2 separate regions of the Mus musculus genome follow, and region 1 is linked to region 2. The links are chromatin contacts, called in public HiChIP or PLAC-seq maps. All regions are on one chromosome and are shown on one strand. The core of a region is the stretch at or near the end of the contact, and the rest is flanking DNA. Distances in the headings are between cores, read along the strand shown. Region 1 has its middle 4.6 kb from the start of Nanog. Region 2 has its middle 18 kb from the start of Aicda.

What was found. HiChIP or PLAC-seq counts read pairs in DNA pulled down with a chosen protein or histone mark.
Region 1: an HNF4G HiChIP or PLAC-seq map of pancreatic cancer cells shows a contact between it and region 2. The contact joins two enhancer-like sites. A contact is called at or near these places in 1 of 39 promoter capture datasets (embryonic stem cells), 2 of 115 datasets of contacts at active chromatin or transcription factors (embryonic stem cells and pancreatic cancer cells) and 2 of 9 other capture datasets (adipose tissue and pancreatic islet).

What each region holds. Positions count from the first base shown.
Region 1 is chr6:122,701,427-122,704,439 of GRCm38.p6, reverse strand. No RefSeq gene overlaps it. Among named protein-coding and RNA genes, the nearest start is that of Nanog, 4.6 kb to the left of the region's middle. RefSeq lists an enhancer at 1,513-1,916. Within about 2 kb of position 1,714, at least 162 of the 459 cell types and tissues checked have an H3K27ac peak or open chromatin away from gene starts, as enhancers often do. A contact at or near this core is called in adipose tissue and pancreatic cancer cells, where this site is marked.
Region 2 is chr6:122,569,945-122,572,828 of GRCm38.p6, reverse strand. No RefSeq gene overlaps it. Among named protein-coding and RNA genes, the nearest start is that of Aicda, 18 kb to the right of the region's middle. Within about 2 kb of position 1,373, at least 129 of the 459 cell types and tissues checked have an H3K27ac peak or open chromatin away from gene starts, as enhancers often do. A contact at or near this core is called in adipose tissue and pancreatic cancer cells, where this site is marked.

The DNA of each region.
Region 1 (3,013 bases), core at 465-2,964, 130 kb before region 2:
ATGAAGGTTTTAAACAATAAACAGATGGACTAAAGCCCCTAAGTAGAAATCATAGAACAAAAGAATAACTGTTCTACCTTCTGCTTATTCGCTGGACTAATACAAATATGTCCCTGATGTGATTCTTGTCATTAGGCAAAGAATGAATAGGCCGTTCAAAATATCAAGGTTTATGCAGCGCTTAGTAAAAAATATTCTTTGTAAGTCTGCTCCAGAGGGTAGACAGTCCAGGCAGGCATCACCAAAGTCATTTTAAGACTTGCAGCCTTCAGTGAAAAGTCTTTCACGTGGTTTGCTTAAACGAAGAATGGTATGTTGAGTTAAGTACTCGGACTAACCAAGGGCTACAGTATTATCTGTAGCCAATTTTTAATTTTGAGTCAGGACCTCACTATGTCAGATCTGGTTAGCCTGGAACTCACTGTGTAGACAAGGCTGGCTGCTGTGTTTCTTTCCCTCTCTCCCAAGTGCTGGGACAGAGAAAGCAGTCTTCACACTTTTTTTTTTTTAAAGACAGAGTCTCAGTGTGTATTCCTGGCTAGCCAACTCAGTATGCAGACCAACCTGGCTTTGAACTCCCAGGGATCCCTCTACTTCTGTCTGCCTTAAGGGGATCAAAGATGTGGCACCTTCACCGTGGTTTGGAATCCTTTTCTTCAATTTTATTTGTTAGAGCTAAGGCATGCCTGAGGAAGTCAGAGGACAATGTTTGGAACTTGGTTCTCTTGCACTTATACAAGTGTGTTTTACCCGCTGAGCATTCTGCCACTCACACCTCAGGAGAGGTAGGGGCATCACAGGGAGTTGAAAGCCAGCCTGATCTCCAGACTGCCTAAAGAAACAGAAACAAAACAAACACACACACACACAAAGAAAATACAAGCCTAAAATCTAAAGCACGGGGCCCATCGCTAACATATTGAAGGACAATAGGCATTCTGTGATGGCTCTTGTCTCCCCATTCCTAAGCCCAACATTCGAGGATTCTAAGGTCCTTTCCCACCCTCTACTCCAATCTCACTAAGGAAAGAAATGCTTACTAATCCCAGTTACATACTTTTGCCACACTCAAGTTTTTGAAATAACCACGTAGTCTCTCTCTCTCTCTCTCTCTCTCTCTCTCTCTCTCTCTCTCTCTCTCTCTCTCTCTCTCTCTCTCTCTCTCTCGGGGGAGGTGGGGGCGGGGATACAAAGCCCAGCAAACTACCTTCACTAGGCCAAAGGGTTCCTCTCCCTCAGCTACCAGCTCTGCCCTTACAAAAATTTACTCCTGTTTATAATGAAAAAAAAAAGATGCCACCAGGGAACCCTAGGTGTGTCCCAAGGGCGACGTAATTTTGGTAAGCTTGCCTTTGTCTTCTAGGAACCGTCCGGGAGAGGAATTGTAAGAGCTGGGAGGAGTCCAGAGAACTGGCTGGTTCAAGCTCTAAGCCGGTTCTCATTTCAAATTAGAAACAAAATGCATGCGAGTCCTCTAAAGGAGGAAACTTGCCTCTGGGTCCACGGAGTCAAGGCCACCATAGCCTTAAGTTTACCCCAAGTTCTACAAAGGTTTGGTACAGGGCGCACAGCTCCGGGTCAAAGGAGTCTGCTTAGGAGACGGCGATGGATCCCTCCCCAACCCCCATTCCTGTCCTGCCTCTTTAGTGTCTTTGAGAGTCTCTGGTGAAAGATCCGAGCGAAGAGGTGGCTGGTAGCCAAAAGGCAGGCTTGCTACATTCCTTATCCAGGGAAGCGGTTTGAATAGGGAGGAGGGCGTCTAGATGCCTTAGACCTGGTTGGAACTAGCTGTGTGGGTGGGGAAAGGAATGTTAAGTGGGTCCTCTGGGTGGTTAGCAGTCAAAACAAGAGTAAAAGATGAACTTGTATGGTTAGTGCTGAAAAGGAGCGGGGACTAGGGACAGGTGGGGGAGGGGTGTGAATCGCTAGCCTTGGAGTCCTCCGGGAGAGCCGCGGGACAAACCTGGGAAGGAAATTCCAGCAGGTTAACAATTGGAGAGAATTACAGACTCCAACACTTCTGGGTTTTTGTTTTTGTTTTTGAGACAAGGTTTCTCTATGCCCTGGCTGTCCTGGAACTCACGCTGTAGACCAGGCTGGCCTCGAACTACTGGAGACCCGTCTGCCTCTGACTCTGGAAGACTGGGATTAAAGGCTTTGTGCTGCTTTACCTGACTACGCCTCTGTTTTTAAAAACTCAGAAAAGCATAACATGAACCTGAGCGTGTAGTTCAGTTGGCACAGTACTCGCTTTGCATGAATAAAGGACATGCGTTCAGTCTCCAGCACTACACAGAACATAGTATCGAGTCTGAAATCCCAGCACGCAGGAGACAAGATCAAGTCTCCACTGAGAGCTCAGGCCCACAAAGCAGTTGGAGCTTCATTCTTCCTGAGGCCAGATCCCTCCCTCTCTCCCCCATCTCACTTAGGGAAAAAGAAAATGTATTCCCACAAGTTGTTCTCTGTGTGCACCCACACACAGCCAGGCAGTATAATAAATAGATTTTCAAGAAAAAGCATACCTAGAGTATACCGCTTGTTTATGTCTTTTCTTTCAAAAATTCACTTATTTAATTTATGTAAGTACACTGTAGCTCTCTTCAGACACACCAGAAGAGGGTATCAAATCCCATTACAGATGTTTGTGAGCCACCATGTGGTTGCTGGGATTTGAACTCAGGACCTTCAGAAGAGCAGTCAGTGCTCTTAACCTCTGAGCCATGTCTCCAGCCCCCTATACTAGGTTCTTTTGCCAGCATCATCAGTATCAGGGGCAGCTATTGTGTTAGGAAAGAAGCAGTGAGCTTATACTACTACTCCTCACTAGTGGTAGGGACCATGAATCTGTATTTTATAATCTTTCTTGAAGCAGGATGTGGTGGCTCAGACCTGTAATCTTAGCCCTTGAAGGAGAATCACCAGCCAGGGTATGTAGGGAGAGATTTTGTCAGTGCTCTTAACCACTGAGCCATCTCTCCAGCAAGATTCTGTCTTTGTTGTTGTTGTTTTT
Region 2 (2,884 bases), core at 124-2,623:
GCTGGCAGAAAGCCTTCCAGGAGCCCAGGAAAGGTTTGGGAGAGACTTAGAGGGTTGCCAGAAGTAATTCCACCAGAAGGAGGACTCCAAGATAGTGTTGGAGAAACACAGAGGGCGACTCGGTAAAGGGCAGGCAGCATGGGTCAGAATTTGAGCCTGGGGGCATCCCCAAGGGGACTGAAACTTGCCAGAGAGATACCCAGAATCAGTGGAGAGGCATGGAAGGGCACCCAAGAGGTGTAGGAAGGCTGCCTGATGCACCAGCATGAGTTTGTATCATGCTCATGGAGCTCTAGGAGAGTCATTTGCCAAGTAGGTAAGGAGAGACATGAGTCTAGAGCCGGTGGAGGGGAAGTGGTGGAAGAGGCAGACCCTAGAATTTGAAGTTAAATATGGTGGTGGCAGAAGCCAGAAGCAACACACAATCTATACAGCAGGAGAGCCAGATCAGCAGCTTTGTTCTGTTAAAAGAGGCCAGGCCCCTTGGAAGTGGGGGGATAGGGTGGGGGAGTCCCCATGCCCCTCCCAGGTTCTCAGCACCAGACATATAGGGATAGCAGGGAGTACCGTGAGGAAAAATATCAAGAACAGTGGGAGAGAATAGAGGAGATAGTGAGACAACAAGAGAGGGAGTCGAGCCAGAGAACAGCTGGCTGAACAGAGGATGAGAAGCTGAGGGACTGAATGAGGTACGCAGGTCCTCTGGACTCTCCTGCCTCAGCCCATCCACCATTTGCCGTTGTCCCGAGGAGGAAGCTTTTTCTGAAATTACATTTTATTTTATGTGTTCATTGTATGCATGATTGTGTGTGTGCCTTAGCATACATGTAGAGCTTGTAGGAATGGTTTCTCTCCTACCAAGTGAATCTGGTTGGCTTCAAACTCAAGTTCTCAGGCTTGGCAGCAGGCTCCTTTGTCTCCTGAGTCACTTTGCTTGCCCATAGTTTTCTTGTACTATATAAATACATTTTTAGGAAATGTTATCCATGGCAACAGCTTCAACTACAGCCTGTCCTCAGGCGTGACCATCATAATGCATTCAACAGTTGATAGCATACCAGCACTAACTAAATTAAGACGACAGCAAAGTGCCAACTGATTAGATAACCAGTCTGGCAATGCTCTTGAGCTGGCTGGATACAGCTCGATCTATAATATTTAAGCACTATATAATATAATAGAGTGTTTAAACACATTCTGGTAGCTAACAGAAGAAGCCACAACCCGGTCAAACTCTAACTCTGCTTTTTGCTGAGGGACCTGGTCATCTGTTTTCTGTTTCCTCAATAAAACGAGGATGATAAAGTTCCAGTGTCATAGGGACATTGTGAAACACAACTTAAGCAATGAGGTTACAGATTGAGTAATATTTTTCCCCTCTAAATGTACCCACAGTGCTTGGTCACCTACAAGGAACTCAGTGTGAACAGGCAGACTCAAACACAATGCAATTGGGCTTATGCATTCTTGACTGTGTGTACTGAATTGAATGGGAGAGAAAAATACCTATATGGCATTCATCGTGAACCAAGTGCTGAGTGTCTCACACATTGAATTCATTTATTTTTCCCTAGAAGTCTCCACTTGTTATTGGCTTAACTTTGGAAAAGAGAAAAAGTTCAAACGACTCGACCAAGGCCACCCAGCTGCTGACTATGTCCCTCTGCCCCAGGAAAGAGGAAGCAGCCTTTTGCAAACAAAAGGGCATTTCTGACAACTTCTTTTATATTTAGCTGACCTAGTGACTAATGCTTTGAACATTTCCAAGAGCCTTCTCCTCCATCCCGAAACACATATACTCACTTTAAAGTATGAAGTGACATGGCTGTGAGCTTAGGTGACCCCAAGTCCTTGTTCAATTACTAAAGAACAAACAAATACAGCTGGGGTTGGTGACAGAGGAACCAATAAACGTGAGTCACTTCCTGAATAACTATCTTCTTAACCCCAGATGTCAGGACAAGCCAATACCCAGATGTGTGCACTGGTGTGTGGACTTGGTGGATAGAGCTGACCCGCCCACAGAAGGTACAGTGTGTTCACTCTATAGTTAGAAGGGTGCTAATCTGGTCTTCAGTACTAAAGGTGTTGCCTAGGCTCAGTGGTCACCCTGATCATCCTGAGAACCAGAGTCTGACAAAATGGACTGAGACGGTGTCTCAAATTGAGGTCCATAAGTTTCCAGGGCTGGAGATGGAGCTCAGTCAGTAGAGCATTTGCCTAGCTTTCAGGAAGCCCTATGTTCTATTTTTAAAACATATAAACCCGGCGTGATACCATAGGCTATAAACCCAGAATTTGGGAGGCAGAATAAAGGAAAGAAGGAAAGAAGGAAGGAAGAGAAAGAGAGAGAGAGAGAAAGGAAGGAAGAAAAAGAACAAAAGGAAGAAGGAAAGAACGAGAAAGAATAAAAGGAAGAGAGAGAGACAGAGAGGAAAAATCTCAGAATTACAAACACTGCGTCTTCAGGAAGAGCTGCCTTTATTTTTGTTATTCTTTGTTGTCCTTCCCTTCCTTTCTATTTCGTCTGAGACGAGGTCTTACTATACAGCCCAATCTGGCCTCACTCTCAGAATCTTTCTGCCTGGGCTCCCAATACAAGCACAGTCTACCATATCCACCCTGTCCCCCACCCCCTTTCTCTCCTGTGTTGGGGACTGAATGCAGCCCATCTCCCCCCGCCCCCCCTCCAGGGTGAGCACTCTACCTCTGAGCTCCTCAGCTCCTGGAATAAATTTATAGCAGAATCACCCCCCCCCACCCCCACCCCAGTGAATCCTGAGTGACTGTGCTAAGTCCTGCACTGAAGACAGATTCCTGGGAACTTGAATAAATTAAGTAATTAAAAAGTAATTAAATGAGTTAACAGCTGAGCTGTGAGCCA